Linked DNA regions of Mus musculus: region 1 is linked to region 2. Evidence: chromatin contacts called from public Hi-C data. All regions are on one chromosome and are shown on one strand. The core of a region is the stretch at or near the end of the contact, and the rest is flanking DNA. Distances in the headings are between cores, read along the strand shown.

Evidence for each region. A called contact is a pair of places that touch in the nucleus more often than the background predicts.
Region 1: a contact with region 2 is called in a Hi-C map of the N1E-115 cell line, with 3 times the contacts expected there. The contact joins two enhancer-like sites. A contact is called at or near these places in 1 of 484 Hi-C or Micro-C datasets (the N1E-115 cell line) and 1 of 115 datasets of contacts at active chromatin or transcription factors (embryonic midbrain).

The regions. Positions count from the first base shown.
Region 1 is chr8:108,245,221-108,247,920 of GRCm38.p6, forward strand. No RefSeq gene overlaps it. Among named protein-coding and RNA genes, the nearest start is that of Gm34675, 63 kb to the right of the region's middle. RefSeq lists an enhancer at 1-1,611. Within about 2 kb of position 1,376, at least 22 of the 459 cell types and tissues checked have an H3K27ac peak or open chromatin away from gene starts, as enhancers often do. A contact at or near this core is called in the N1E-115 cell line, where this site is marked.
Region 2 is chr8:108,480,280-108,482,979 of GRCm38.p6, forward strand. It overlaps a transcript of Zfhx3 not described here. Among named protein-coding and RNA genes, the nearest start is that of Gm39243, 9.3 kb to the left of the region's middle. Within about 2 kb of position 1,287, at least 34 of the 459 cell types and tissues checked have an H3K27ac peak or open chromatin away from gene starts, as enhancers often do. A contact at or near this core is called in the N1E-115 cell line, where this site is marked.

The DNA.
Region 1 (2,700 bases), core at 126-2,625, 230 kb before region 2:
CCCTGTGAACCCTTGGACAACAACCCTGCCCCCTTAATAAACAACTACCCCTCAAATAGCCCCCAAAGTCCCACTGAAACCTTAGCTGCCTGCCTGGTGCTCCCTAACGGGTCTTCTATTCCTGTAACACCAAAGCAGCTTCCCGGCAACCTATTGGACGCATAGGAGGGAGAAAAGAATATATTTTAATAAATCGAGGATGGCGACGGGGTTGTGAAATGGGTTGTAGAGCCCTGTTCTTTAGTCCTAGAAAAAGATGAGGCTGTTGTGGGGTGGGGCAAGATTGAGGGGGGGTTGAGGGTAATATTGCGAGATAATAGCAACTATGTTAATATCCGGAATTTTCAATGTAGCATAAGTACATTTTGTTTTTCCTTTTAGCACGATTTATAATTAAAGATTTTAATCTGGCTTCACATTGAGTTAATAAGCCCTTTGATTGATTAGGATTCATAAAAATTGCCATTTCCCGCTGATGCTTTTGTGTTTCTGGGGATGCTCTTCTGAAAAGCCGGGTTAAGGTGAATAGGAAGCTGCCATTGTTCCGGCTGAGCTGGGCCAATTCTGGGAACTCCGAACTGCTGTACTCCGCTTGTCCTCGGCAGTATCTTGTTGTTCAGCCAAATTAATGCAGATAGGATCGGCTGGGCTCCAGTTTAGCCAGGTTTGGGGGGGGGGGGGGTAAGGGGGATTCTTCTTTTTAAAAATGTCACCAGGTGCTCTGTACACAGCTCTTTGCTTCTGTGTGGTGACCTGCGCTTTGGTTTATGCAAGTAAATAAATAAAAACTACAATGAAATCTCATCAAATTGATAAATAGAAATGTTAGGAACTGTTTCAAAGATAAAGGGAAGAAAATTACAAAGTAAATGCATACAGAGGCGACAAACCCTAGAATACTAAGCCCCAGATTTTCTTTACAAAATTCAACTTCAGAGGCTGTGTGAGCCGATAAATTACCCGTTTGCATTAATGGCCAATCCTGCAATATGTGGGAAGTGTCCTCCTTCAGCTAAAGGGATGTCTTAGAAATGTAAACACAAATGAATAAATAGGAGAGAGAGAGAGAGAGAGAGAGAGAGAGAGAGAGAGAGGGAGAGACGGGGAGGCAGCCAGGCGGTACGCTAATGCTATTTATCGAGTTAAATAATAGACCCTGCCATCCTTTCCTTCCAAAACCAAACCAAAATTAAGAGCCAAATCAAGAAACAATGATAAATTCTGAGAAAGGGGAGAAGAAAGACAGAGCATGTGAGCCAGGGCCTGTGATTTGAAACGTTCTGTCAGAGAGGCCCCCTTCTCTTCAGCTTATTGTACCCTGGATGTCGGTGAGGGGGGCGTACAGGAGAATTCCCGTCTGCCCACCCTCCCGTCGCTTATTTTTATCAGGGGAAGAAAAAGTGACTGTGTTCAGCTTCCGAAGGGCCTCACTGTGGGGACTGAACCACAGCAAATTCCCTTTGTGTTTCTGGTTCTGAAGGGGCCTGCTATTGTTGCTTGCAGAGACTCTTGAAAAGGCAGGAGGGGGAGTGGGGCCGTGGCAAGCGCCGCCCTCCCCCCCCCAATTTCAACTTGTTCCGGGATCAGTAGTCTCTCCTCCCCTGTCATCCACCCCGACTTCTCGGCATGACTATCATTTTTGTGTACTCTCATCACCATTCAAAAGGGGTCTGAATACAAACAGTTTAAGCGATCATGAGAAACACCGGAAACCGTGTCCAGAGAGCTAAGGGGGCTTGGGGAAGTGTCCCCCAGGTGGGCTGGCAGATGGCACTGGCCTGGCTCTTCTATGGCACCGTCACTCCAGGCCTCTGCCTAGTGTCAATCTGTTAACTTTAAAACCCCACCTTGCTGGCTCTGTTCTCAAAGACCTGATTCTGAAAAGCACTCTGGGTCCTGGCCACACTGGCACCACCCCTTGGATAGAGACTGGTCTTCCGTCCTCAACTCCTTTTCCCTCCATAAGATTGCTGTTTCTCCACAGTATGACCCACACCAGTCCAAGTGAGTCACCAAACGGGTGGAATGAAACCAGTTTGAGTTTCCAGTCAGACCACAGTGCCCCAACCTGCCGGAGGAGCCCGTGCTTGGCCATCACTGGTCTCATTCATTCCTGACCAGCAGGCATAATGGGTGAGCTTTTAAAGCTCACTAATGAAGAAAATTGACCCTAAGCAAAGGAAACCCGGTCCCTTAATACCACCCAGATTGGACATTAGTGCATTCCAATTTTTTTTTTTAAAGGAAAGAAAACAGTCTGACACATGCATTTGCAGCAACATGGAAATAAAACAAATTTAAAGCAAACTTTCCCCTCCCCCCCATCCCCCCCCCCCCCCAACTCAGGTCCCAGGGAATGACAGCAGAGAAGGAGCAATTCCTGGTGCAGTGTGCTCCATCAGTTAAAGGTACCTTTGAATGAATGTCAGCCCCTTTCTACCTTAGTGCCAGTCGATCGATGCTTCATTAGGACTGAATTGTCTTTTGCCCATGCAACCTTGAAAATAGTCCCTTTAATTACCTGTGAGGAAGTCAGGATCTCTCTCTCTCTCTCTCTCTCTCTCTCTCTCTCTCTCTCTCTCTCTCTCTCTCTCTCTCTCTTCCTTCCCTCCCAGTTTTCTTTGGCAGCAGAAGGGGAGGTGGGGGCTATGGAGACAGGGTCATTCACGTTTATTTACAGTTTGTATGTCTGGATCCATC
Region 2 (2,700 bases), core at 37-2,536:
GGCATTGTTGGATTTTATCACCTCTAAAAGAGGATGCAGTATGTAAAATGAAAGCATCTACCGTTGGGCGATGTTAACATATCAAAGCCATCTCTGCTTTCTTCCTTTCCTGGGCTCTCTCCCGCCGTAATAGATACAGGCTGGCAAAGTTATTAATGCAGAAACTTCCTGGGACTCGGGGCATTTCAAAGGATCGGAAATTCTCGGGCACCGCAGTGGTGAATGTTGGCTTTAGCACTGCCGGCGAGCTCAAGTTGCAGAGATGGTAACTAGGAAAACTCACCCGACTGCACGGACTCTCATTTCCAGTTGTGTGGAGATGCGCGAGGCAGGGCCATTTGGGGCAGGGGAGGCTGATTGCTCTTTCTAAGCTGCAGTCCGTGACTTCCTTTATTGTCTTGAGCTTCTAGAACACAGCAGTGCCCCCGGATGCTGTCCCTGGGCTGTTTCCAAATCCGTTGCTCCATGTCATTGGACCAATTATCTAGAATCTACCCAATGTAATGGCCACCAATGTGCTTACATGCAAAGAGTTGTGAGCCTCTGTACTTCATGATAGATGGTAGATCTACACGTGGGCTTTCCTCTTACCCGGGCACTCTGCCTGGTAGAACAGCCTCTTCTCTAGCTACTCCAGGTCCATTGCTTCCTTCCTGAGAAATCCAGACCTACTCCTCCCCACCCCCACCCCCACACCCCCATACAGCCTCCTCCTCTGTCCAGCCTAGCCTCTGCCATCAGATTACCAGGTAGTCACTAGTGTATGTGTGACTCTTTCCCTCTTCTTGTATCATTTTTCCTAGGCTGCTTTTTCTTCCCCCTCGTTTTATTTTTATTTTATTTTATTTTATTTTATTTTATTTTATTTTATTTTATTTGTGGTCTCTGTCACTCCACTGGGGCAAAAGGGTAAAGGGATCTGGCACTAAGTGCGAGCAAATGCTGAATCTGGAATCTATCTTCCAGGCGGCACAATGCTAAAAATGCATGGCAGGACAGCCGCCACTGACACACTCTCAAAGACATATTGCAGGTAGCATTATTTATTGTGGCAAGGAGTTCATAGAACTGCTGCCTCAAAGCACCCCGAGAGATCCTAAAAAGCCCATCTCCCATCAGGTGAGGCAGATTTATGGAGGCAGCCCCAGAGAGGTCAGGCAGTAGGGCTTAGGAAGCAGGCTCCTTTCAGAAAGCCTGGATTCCCTTAACATATTCAGTGCAGTGCGATTGGTTCAAAGGAGGGCTTGAGTCTGTAATGTTGACCATAAAATTGCAGTGACATGCTGCTTTAGATAAGAGGGCTGAGGGAAGGGGGCAGGGATGCTGCGAGCCCAGGAGCAGCCAACGCAGGCAAGACCCTGGAGCATGCGCTGAGATTTGAGGTTAATGTGTGGGGGAGAGGCCGGAGGGGGATGGGCCCAGGCAGATGAATGTTCACACAAAGGAAAACCGAACCCACTGGCCCAGACATGGCAGATAAGCCCTGAGTCCGTGCAAAAGCAAAGCCAGGTGCACACAGGCACATGGGAATACATGCAAGACCTTCAGGGGTACGTGTAACCATCCAGATTGGAAAATATACTAAGGCAAAGCCAGCTAAGCTAGGCTCACCATTGTCCTGGAGTATAGAAAAAAAAGGGCTGCATCTCATGATCCCTGCCAATTTGATTGGTGTTTCTCCTGCTTTACATCAGCCCTGGGCACACAATATGGGCTTACCAGTTCTGGGTGCAAAGATTCTTTATTTTATTTTATTTTATTAGATATTTTCTTTATTTACATGTCAAATGTTATCCCCTTTCCTGGTTTCCCTCCCTAAGTCCTCTCCCCTTTTCCCTTTCCCCCTCCCCCTGCTCCCCAACCCACCCACTCCTGCTTCCTGGCCCTGGCATTCCCCTACACTGGGGCATAAAGCCTTCACAGGACCAAGGGCCTCTCCTCTCATTGATGACCGACTAGGCCATCCTCTGCTGCATATGTAGCTGGGGCCATGAGTCCCATCGTGTGTACTCTTTGGTTGGTGGTTTAGTCCCTGAGAGCTCTGGGAGGTACTGGTTAGTATGATTCTTAGGCAAATAGATGGATCTGGAACATATCATCCTGAGTGAAGTAACCCAATCACAAAAGAACACACATGATATGCACTCACTGATAAGTGGGTATTAGCCCAGAAGCTCGGAATACTCAAGGTACAATTCACAAACCACATGAAACTCAAGAAGAAGGAAGACCACAGTGTGTATACTTCGATCCTTCCTAGAAAAGGGGAACAAAATACCCATGGAAGGAGTTACAGAGACAAAGTGTGGAGCAGAGACTGAAGGAATGACCAGCCAGAGACTGCCCCACCTAGGGAATCCATCCTATATACAACCACTAAACCCAGGCACTACTGTGGATACCAAGAAGTGCTTGCTGGTAGAAGCCTGATATAGCTGTCCCCTGAGAGGCTCTGCCAGTGCCTGACAAATACAGAAGTGGATGCTCAAAGAGCACAAGGTCTCCAATGAAGGTGCTAGAGAAAGTACTCGAAGAGTTGAAGGGGTTTACAGCTCCATAGGAGAAGCAAAGATTCTTAATTCACAACAACCATCTAGGCCAGTAGTAGTTCTCAGCCTGTGAGTCACAACCCCTCTGAGGGTTGCCTACCAGATATCCTGCATATCTGATATTTACATTAAGATTCACAACAGTAGCAAA